Regions from separate parts of the Mus musculus genome. Here all the other regions are linked to region 2. Evidence: chromatin contacts called from public promoter capture Hi-C data. All regions are on one chromosome and are shown on one strand. The core of a region is the stretch at or near the end of the contact, and the rest is flanking DNA. Distances in the headings are between cores, read along the strand shown.

What was found. Promoter capture Hi-C pulls out the DNA fragments that hold promoters and counts their contacts.
Region 1: a contact with region 2 is called in a promoter capture Hi-C map of neutrophils, with 3 times the contacts expected there. The contact joins the promoter of Map3k6 here to the promoter of 1700091J24Rik in region 2. A contact is called at or near these places in 6 of 39 promoter capture datasets (embryonic stem cells, liver, neutrophils and 2 more), 5 of 484 Hi-C or Micro-C datasets (cerebral cortex, colorectal tumor organoids, embryonic fibroblasts and 2 more), 7 of 115 datasets of contacts at active chromatin or transcription factors (bone marrow-derived macrophages, embryonic stem cells, extraembryonic endoderm stem cells and 2 more) and 1 of 9 other capture datasets (embryonic stem cells).
Region 3: a promoter capture Hi-C map of stem cell-derived epiblast-like cells shows a contact between it and region 2, with 4 times the contacts expected there. The contact joins the promoter of Gpatch3 here to the promoter of 1700091J24Rik in region 2. A contact is called at or near these places in 6 of 39 promoter capture datasets (3T3-L1-derived adipocytes, HPC-7-derived erythroid cells, embryonic stem cells and 2 more), 4 of 484 Hi-C or Micro-C datasets (embryonic stem cells, nephron progenitors and pro-B cells), 3 of 115 datasets of contacts at active chromatin or transcription factors (acute myeloid leukemia and embryonic stem cells) and 1 of 9 other capture datasets (adipose tissue).

What each region holds. Positions count from the first base shown.
Region 1 is chr4:133,238,694-133,242,075 of GRCm38.p6, forward strand. Map3k6 (mitogen-activated protein kinase kinase kinase 6) reads left to right here and starts at 2,125. Exons shown (of 29, transcript NM_016693.5): 1 at 2,125-2,738. The coding sequence starts at 2,396. It also overlaps the pseudogene Fcnc-ps.
Region 2 is chr4:133,433,238-133,436,502 of GRCm38.p6, forward strand. 1700091J24Rik (a long non-coding RNA gene) reads right to left here and starts at 1,658. Exons shown (of 2, transcript XR_881474.2): 1 at 1,537-1,658.
Region 3 is chr4:133,573,378-133,576,563 of GRCm38.p6, forward strand. Gpatch3 (G patch domain containing 3) reads left to right here and starts at 1,368. Exons shown (of 7, transcript NM_172876.2): 1 at 1,368-1,833. The coding sequence starts at 1,383.

The DNA of each region.
Region 1 (3,382 bases), core at 875-3,374, 190 kb before region 2:
GGTAATATCTGTAAGGGCTTCAGGCATCCTGTAGGGTGCCAAGGTGTCTTCCACTCCTTGCTGCAGGGGACTCTCATCTTCCACAGTGGGAAGACTTTTTTTTTTTAAAGATTAATTTATTATTACATGTAACTACACTGTAGCTGTCTTCAGACACATCAGAAGAGGGTGTCAGATCTCATTATGGGTGGTTGTGAGTCACCATGTGGTTGCTGGGATTTGAACTCAGGACCTTCAGGAGAGCAGTCAGTGCCCTTAACTGCTGATCCACCTCTCCAGCCCAGTGGAAAGACTTCTACCACTGATGGTGCAGAGCCTTATTCAAGATGGGACAACTGTGCAGTAACTGTCCCTGGTGCTGGGTTGTACGGATCCTGCAACTGAACCAATCTCAAGGGGCATTATGCTGCATCTGAGACCACTGCCCACATGTATGGCATTGACTGGACCTCAGAAAAAGGCATGGGTCACCCCTACTGTGGGATTACACATAATGCTTTGCTAGAGCACTCGATTGTCGGTATCGTCACTCCTTACAGCTTCCATCCCTTGGCCACCTCACTGCCAACTGCCTCTGCTTGCAGGGCCACTTTGTAACACTTTACAAATCTTTTCTTACTCAGGAGAAAACCTATAGAAAACAGGGCAGGGACACAAGCTTCAGTTCCATTCAAGGAAGAACTTCTAATCAGGAAGACGAATGGGTAGGACTTCTCCGGGCTTCAGATCCTAGAAGGATGCAAGAAATGCTAGGGGGCAGTGAGGTGAGAGATTCAACCACCCACTCGCAATCCTCCTGGGCCCCCAAGCCCAAAGTGGATGCATCTGAGGACAGCTTTCTCTCACTCTTTGTTTGCTGTTTGGTTGGTTGGTTGATTTTATGAGACAGGGTTTCACTCAGCAGCCCTGGCTGTCCTGGAAACTCTGTAGACCAGGTTGGCCTTGAACTCAGAGATTCACCTGCCTCTGCCTCCTGAGTGCTGGGCTTAAAGACATGTGCCACCACCACTTGGTTCCCATTTGTTTCTTGTAAGTGTGTTTTCTACCCAAACCTCTGTAATGGGCCACATTCTCCCTTTCTATTGCTCGTCTATCCCATTGGTTCAAACCTAGGAAGATATATTTTTTTCCTTCCATGAGACAAGAAGGCTGTGAAACAGAGGCTTCCTACCGTTTGTTGAAAGGTCCATTTGTCCAAAGCCCCAACATATTATTTTTATAAAGTTTTAGTTTTATTTCATGTGCATCTTTTGCCTGTAATTATATATGTGCACCATGTATGTGCTGGGCGCCTATGCAGGTCAGGAGAGTGCCAGGACTCCCCTGGGCCTACAGTTACAGATGATGGTGAGCCACCATGTGGGTGCTGGGAACCAAACCAGGGCCCTCTGAAAGAGCAGCAAGTGGTCTTTACAGCTGTGCTGTCTCTCATGCCCAAGCCCTACCATAATAAACGATTATGAAACATGGCCCTAACCTCAGAGTCTCAAAGTCTCATTTCTAAGTTCAGGGCCCTCTAAGGTTTATAGCAACTTAGATTCATACTATGATGTTAAAGCTTCTTGGTGAATTTGAAGCCGGGATAACCTTGTAACCCAAAAAGCGGAGACTTCTGGAGTTCCTTCAAAGGGTAGATAGGAAGTTTACCGTAGAAGTGCTTTTCAGCTCCATGGTCAAGTTTCGGGTGGACCAATAAGGTCCACAAGGTTTCACTGCAAGAGAGGCTCTGAGGAAAGCGCTTGTCAACATTCTGACCCCTACCAGCAGGAACATTACATGTGCCGCCTACACAATGTTTTGCTCCCCCGTCCTTCCCCCGCCCAGTGTCCATTCATTTACCAGGTCCCTGCAGGGCGGGGCTGTCCTGTTTCCTATCCCTGGGCTGGGCACACGTCTTACGAGCGCTTGCAGTAAGCAGTCAACAGTGTTTGGCCCGAATAGGGGCACAGGCTGTTCCGGAAGTGGACAGTGTCAGAGGTTCTAGCCGGAGAGGAGGGAGGGAGAGCCGCTGGGGAGCCTCATTGCCCCAGGGCCGAGGGTGGAGCCTTTCCCAGTCGGGAAAGGGCTGGGCCCAGCCTACATGTGAGGGCAGGACAGAGTGACTGCCAGCGCTCCCTTGAGAAGTCTGGGTGTAGCACGCTGCCGGTTGACTTCCCAGGACTCTTCTGTGACCTGTGAGCCGAGGATTACTGGGTACCCCAGATTCCCAGAACCCAGTCCTGGATTGCAGATCTGTAAGGACCGTGAAAGATTGAGCAAAGAAGTCTTTCTGGACTTAAGAGTTCCGGAACAGGACGTCCAGCCCATCTCCGGATCCCGACTGGATCCACACCTTCAGCCTCGTGCCCTGTCCCGGGTTCCCCGCGCCCGGGGCCCCGCGCTTGAGCGCCCCCGCATGGCGGGGCCATGTCCTGGGGCCGGGGTTCTAGAACGGGCGGGCAGCTGCTGGCAGGACCCGCTGGCGGAGGCGCTGAGCCGGGGCCGCTCGTCTCCTGCGGTCACGGGTCGGGGCTGCGCGCGGAGCCGGCCTCTCAGTGTGGTCTACGTGCTGACCCGGGAGCCGGGGCTCGGGGTGGAGCCCGGGTCGGGAACCGAGGCAGAGCCGCTGCCGTTGCGATGCCTGCGCGAGGCCTGCGCTCAGCTCCAGGGCACACGGCCACCCCCGCAGCTACGCAGCCTACCCTTTGCGACGCTGGCGCTAGGCGACACCGCTGCGCTGGACTCCTTCTACAACGCGGGTGAGCGTCTCGGGGCGGGGCTTGAGTCTGGGCGGGGCAAGGGGCGGAGCTTTAGAACCCTGACGGGGCGGGTGTGGGTACCAGGTCTAGGGAATTTACGGTAAACTAAAGCCGAACTTGAGACAAGGCAGTAACGACAGGGCATTTAGTGGATTATGGATGTGATGGGCTTGAGGCTGGATCTGGGGATTCAGGCCTGGCTCCGGAGTTTAAGTATCTTTCGGTGAGCGTGGTGCCAAGCAGGTGGGGCGGAGCAGGCGAACTCTAAGGGCGGGGCTGGGGAGGGGCGGGGCTGAGGGAGGGGCAGAGCTGCGCTTCCCTGCGTAAGCGGGAGAACTCTTTTTCAGGATGATCTCACGTTGGACTTTTGAGGGTGAATCAGGCCTGAGACGGAAGTTCGGTCTATGGCAAGGGGCCATCTCTGCAGGATTGGGGTTGATAAGTCCTAGCATACTACATCCCACATGGGACTAAAGGGGCGGGAAAGGAAGTACTGAGGCAACTCTTCGGGACTGGATTATAGGAGAAAGGGATTGTATTTGGAGACTAGGAGTCGAAAGAAAATGGGTGGGGCAGGGGTGGGTCTAGAGGAGATACAGGGAGTCCAAGGGTGAGGTCGGAAGATAGCTATTCCTCTCTTTCCC
Region 2 (3,265 bases), core at 408-2,907:
AGCAAGAAATACACGGGGCTTCCTACGGTCCTTGCCAGGAAGTGCATTTTTAAAAATACACATGGGCCAGGCAGTGGTGGCGCACGCCCTTAATCCCAGCACTCGGGAGGCAGAGGCAGGCAGATTTCTGAGTTCGAGGCCAGCCTGGTCTACAAAGTGAGTTCCAGGATAGCCAGGGCTAAACAGAGAAACCCTGTCTCGAAAAAAAACAAAAAAAAACCAAACAAACAACAACAACAAAAAAAAAAAAGAGTTCCAATGAACTGAAATTGTTTGGGGTTTTAGGGGTTTTGTTTTTGTTTTTTTGGCTTTTCAAGACAAAGTTTCTGTGTTTAGCCCTGACTGTCCTGGAACTCATTCAGTAGACCAGGCTGGCCTCGAACTCACAGAGATCCACCCGCCTCTGCCTCCCGAGTGCCAGGATTAAAGGTGCCACCGTGGCCAGTGCAGATAGGATCTTAGGCTGGCCTTGGCCTCCTGTCTTCCTGCATTCCACTTACCCATGGTTGGGATTGCAAGCATGTGCCACCACACCCAGACTGATTTTATTTTTTCCCCCAGAGTCTCCTCTGGAGCCGGGCACTGTGGGTGGTACCTGCCCGGGAGGAGAAGCTGGGGAGGGAGACCCATTTGAGCCCAGAATTTCTAGTACAGCCTGGGTAACATAGCAAGACTATGTCTCAAGAAACAGTGATCGGTTAACAGCAAGTGGCTTACATACTTAGCCAGCTAGCCGCCCACCTCCTTTAGGAGACAGAGTGTCAAATGTCCTAAACTGCCACCAAACTTGCTATGTGTGGGAGACTGGCCTTGAACCACAGACCCTCCTCCCTCTCCCTCCTGACTGCTCTTGCTTTTTGTATCAACCCTTCCAAAAATTTACATAGAAGCCTGTGTGTCTTAGCACAGCTGATTTGGGGGAAAGGTTGGCATTTTTTAGTGAAGTGGTATGACATTCATATACTGTGACCCAGGACACCAAACCAGAAAAATGTCCTAGGCAATGCATGCACTGTGTGTCAGGGAGCAGATACAAAAACATTCAGAGCTGGTCTTGCTGGTACATGCCTTGAATCCAAGCACCCAGGATGCAGAGGCAGGTGGAGCTCTGTGAGTTCAAGGCCAGCTTGGTCTACAGAGTGAGTTCCAGGACAGCATAATGAGATCTGTCTTGGAGAGAGAGAGAGAGAGAGAGAGAGAGAGAGAGAGAGAGAGAGAGAGAGAGAGAGAGAGAGAGAGAGAGAGAAGGAATTTAAGAATAGACATGCACTAGAAACAACTCTAAAGCCTGTCAGAAGCATGTGGGATGGTGGCCCCTTGGAAAAGCAGCCTGCTACCAAGCAGGTGGACCTGAGCTGCATCCCTGGAATCACATGGCTGAAAGACAACTGACTTCCTCACCTTCTCTCTCATGTACACAATTTAAATGTAAAAACAAAGAATTTCAAAGCCAATCACTAGTAAAGTGCACAGATGCATTTCATTACAAAATATCTTCTTGTATTTGTAACTATATGTGTGGGGGTATGTGCTCACCAGTGCAAGTGCCCACCAGGTCCAGAAGAGGCTGTAGGAGCTGCAGTTATCGGCTGTTGTGAGCCGATGGGAACTGAATTCGGGTCCTCTGTAAGAGCAGAACACAGAACAAGCCCTTAACCTTTGAGCCATCTCTTTATCCCCAATGGGTTGCTTTATTTCATTTATTTATTTATTTATTTATTTATTTATTTATTTATTTATTTAGGTTTTTCGAGACAAGGTTTCTCTGTGTAGCCCTGGCTGTCCTGGAACTCACTCTGTACACCAGGTTGGCCTCGAACTCAGAAATCCACCTGCCTCTGCCTCCCAAGTGCTGGGATTAAAGGAGTGCACCACTACTGCCCAGCGGGTTGTTTTATTGAAAAACAAACAAACTGATTTCCTGTTTGTGAATGCCGAGGTCAGAGAACAACTTTAGGAAGTTTCTTCTCCACCCCTCACAGTGCTGACCAGGGTTGATCTTGTTTCTGCTGCATGGTTTACGCCAGGCTAAATGTCCTGGTAGCTTCTAGCAATTTCTCTGGTAATAATAAAATAGCTGTCCTGGAATCACAGACACATCTGTTTGCTTGCTTGCTTATTTATTTGTTTATTTATTTATATTTACTTTTGTAGATTCTGGGTATCGAGCTTAGGTCTTCCGTCTTGTGTGGCAAAGGCAGAGCCATCTCCTTAGCTCTTGGCTTTATAATTACACCAGGGAATATTAATCAGCAACGAAAATAGGTAAATTCTTCTTTCCAGCTACACAGACTGATGGGAGGCTAGCACATTTACATCAAGTTTGAAACCAGAAAAATCTAAATTATACGGTAGAGCATGGATGTTCTATGAAGACCCACGAAACTGGGACAGTAGGTAGAGGCTACAGTAAAGACTACAAGAACTACTGATTCCCTTAGGAGGAACTGAGGCATGTGATGGTGGCACAGGGACATGGAGCTGCCAACAATCTGCATTGCCTTGAGCTGTGTGGTGCGCACAGGACAGGTGTTTGTTTCATAATTATACATTATACCATATGTTTCTGACTTACGCACCTTTCTCTACCTGAGTTAATTTCACAGTCGTGTTTCTAAACGTCTTTTTTGGAGACACGTGCTTACTCCATAGCTGTCTTCTGCACTAGCTTCTTTTCCGTTGCTGTGATAAAACACCGTGATCCAAGGCAACTTATGGAAGAAAGCGTTTATTTGGGCCTACGGTCCTATGGGGATGGGGGTCCATCATGGCGGGAGGGGAGGCATGGCAGCAAGCAGCAGGTGGGCCAACAGGAGCAGGAAGCTGCTTCTGACACAAGCGCGACAGGAGACCGGAAGTGGAGTAAACTGATAAGCGCTGAAAGCCCCGCCCCCAGTGACATACTTCCTCCAGTAAATCCCACCTCCTAAAGGTTCCACAACCTTCCCAAACAGCACCACCAACTGAGAACCGAGCGTTTAAACATTTGAATCTATGGGGGTGGGGGGGGGGGATGTGCATTTCTTATTCAGTTCATAAACTTTTCCAATCATTCCCTTTAAAGAGCTAATAGGACCAGGTTCTTAACAAATGTTGCAGATCTGTGCCCCACACTCAAGATGCTGTACTTTTTCCTTGTTTTAAAGATAGTTTCCTGTTGCAGCCCAGGCTATCCTGGGACTTACTATATAGCTCAGGCTGCTCTCCATCTCACAACAATCTTCCAACTTAAGCCTTCTAAGTGCTGGGATTATGGGCATACACT
Region 3 (3,186 bases), core at 118-2,617, 140 kb after region 2:
AGCACCCGACTGCTCTTCCGAAGGTCCAAAGTTCAAATCCCAGCAACCACATGGTGGCTCACAACCACCCGTAATGAGATCTGATGCCCTCTTCTGGAGTGTCTGAAGACAGCTACAGTGTACTTACATATAGTAAATAAATAAATCTTTATAAAAAAAAAATGGATCCAGAGGCTCCAACGCCCTCCTCTGGCCTTCCTGAACACTGCACACAATCACAAGAGCTATACTGTTTGTTTGTGAGGGACTCAACGCCTTGTACGGAGGTCGTCCGAAGCTGGCAATATGGTTTTCGCCTATGATCTCTGGGAATAGTTTTCGATGTCTATGCATGTATTTGTACATTTAAAAAAAAATCTTTTTGAGGGCTGGAGAGATGGCTCAGCGGTTAAGAGTACCAACTGCTCTTCTGAAGGTCGGGAGTTCAAATCCCAACAACTGCTTTGCAACCATCCGTAATGAGATCTGATGCCCTCTTCTGGTGTGTCTGAAGACAGCTACAGTGTACTTACATATAATAAATAAATAAATCTAAAACAAACAAACAAAAAAACCAAACCAAACCAAAAAAAATTTTTTTTTCCCTCGAGACTTCTCTGTGTAGCCCTGGCTGTCCTGGAACTCACTCTGTAGACCAGGCTGGCCTCGAACTCAGAAATCCGCCTGCCTCTGTCTCCTGAGTGCTGGGATTAAAGGCGTGAGCCACCACCGCCCGGTTTGTTACAGATAATTTTATGTGCATGAGAATTTTGCCTGCATGTATGTATGTGCAACACGTATGTGCCTCTAGAGGTCAGAAGAGGGTGTCCAATCTCATGAAACGAGTTACGTATGGGAGAGTTCCCTCGTACGTGGGTGCTGGGAATCCAATCCAAGTATTCTGTAAGAGCAGCGAAAGCTCTTAATTGCCGGGGCATCTCTTCATCTCCCCCGTCCCGCGCCCTGAGAAAGGCTCTCTCGACATAGCCCCGTCTCAGTCACTATGTTGACCAGGCTGGTCTTGAACTCACGCACACCTGCTTGCCTCTAACTCTCAAGTGCCGGGTTTAAAGGCGTGAGGCACCACGCCCGGCTGGGTTGGTACTGTAGAGTCCAGTTTTGCATCAGACCTCCGCCACCTCCCGCTCAGCATCCCGGTGCTCTACACTGGTTCCTCCTTAGAGCCTCTCACACGCTGGACCAGCTATCACTGAGCTACAGCCCAGCCCATCGCACGAGTTTTCCATCTTCTGTGGAGCTGGAAACACAGATTCGGCCCAAGAGCAATTAAAACGAAACTTCAAGTACCAAACGGTCACCGATGCCACATTGACCAAACTCCAGCATCCGAGACGTGGTGCTCTCGCGAGAGTGGACGCCAAGCAATCATGTGACAGGCCAAGATGGCGTCGCCCAGGGAGCTGGACGAAGAGTCGCCGGTTTACCTGGTGGTGAGCGGGATCCCTGCCGTGTTACGCTCGGCTCAGTTACGGAGCTACTTTAGCCAGTTCCGGGAACAGCGCGGCGGAGGCTTCCTGTGCTTCCACTACCGGCACCGGCCCGAGAGGGGCCCTCCGCAGGCGAGTCCCGAGGCGGCCCGGGCTGGCCCGGACCCCGCCGCTGAGGATCCGGTTCTCGCCCAGGCTCCGGCCTCCGATGCCCGCGCTGTCCGCGCCCGGGGCTCTGCGGCAGCCCAGACCCGCACCTGCTGCTGCGTCGTCTCGGTGAGGGGAGCGGCGCAAGCCCAGCGGCTGCTTCGCATGTACTCCGGTCGCCGGTGGCTGGACTCTCAGGGGACCTGGCTTCCCGGTCGCTGTCTCATCCGCAGGCTTAGGCTTCCCACCGAGGTTTCAGGTAAGGGGGAGAGAATGGACCGGACGCACGGCCCTTGGAAAAGAGGCGCATTGCCTGGGTGGTTAAGATAGGTTATCACTGTTTAGAGCTTAAGTTAGTTCTGGACAAAGCTACAAGTTTTCAGCCCAATCTGCATGTTTTTACTCAAGGACTTACAAGGCAAAACAGACAAAACAACTGAGATCTGTATAGATAAGTTTCAAATGTATCCCCTCTTAAGGACCATTTCCCTAAGGGTGGTGATTTTTGTACTGACATGATTTCTTAAAAAGGATATTTGGAGCCCGGTGCGCTAAGGCACGCCTTTGATCCCAGCTCTCAGGCGGCAGAGGCAGGAGGATCTCTGAGCGAGCGAATTCCAGGACAGCCAGTGCTACACAGAGGAACCATATCTTGAAATGCACAAAGGAAACTTGGTTTCTTCTAATCTAACCTAGCGACTGGAAGACAGGCTCTGCAGAGGAAAGAGCTGGGGGCAGCAGAGAGGGGCTGGGCACAAGTGTGTCCATTGGGGAAAAGGAAGCCAGGTGTTTTAAAATGCCAGATGGAGAGGTTTAAATAAATTATTTTGAAACAGTTCATCCTAAAGAGTCATTAGCAATAGTGGTGGTATATATGCCTTTAGTTCTAGTGCCTGGGAAGTAGAGGCAGATGGATCTCTGTAGTTCTAGCCTGGCTTGGTCTACAAAGTGAGTTCCAGGACAGCCAAGACTATCTAGCTCTGACCCTGTCTCAAAAGTTAAAAAAATAACATACAAAACAAAAATGAAAAACTGGTATCAGCTCAAAGTTAAACAGTTTCATAGAAAGAGGTGTGTGTGTGTGCGTGTGTGCGTGTGCGCGTGTGCACACACACTCGAGTGCATATGCCGGCTATGGTTTAAGCAGAATCTTTAGGAGCAATGTCTTATCAAGACATACAGCATGAGCTGCCTCTCTATGTGTGTGTCTCTCTCATGTAATCTATGCTGGCCTCAAACTCTATGAAAGTTCCAATGACCTTGAGCCAGGTGTGGTAGTGAACCCCTTTAATCCCAGGAAAAGCAATCAAATTTCTATATTCAAGGCCAGCCTGGTTTACATGTCTAGTTTCAGACCAGACAGGGTCTGCCTCAAAAATAAATAAACAAAAGAAGTAACCTTGGGCTCCTGCCTGTGCCTCCCATGCTGGGATTATAAGTGTATGCCACCATATTTGATCAGCCCATCATTTTCTTATGGACTTCTCAAAACAATCCTTTGCTACCAAGAAAGATTGCTTATCTTGCTACCCGCTCTGAAGACCTGACTTGGATCTCAGGACCCACATAGTGGGAGGAGAAAAGCAACTCCAGCAAGCTATATCCTGGCCTC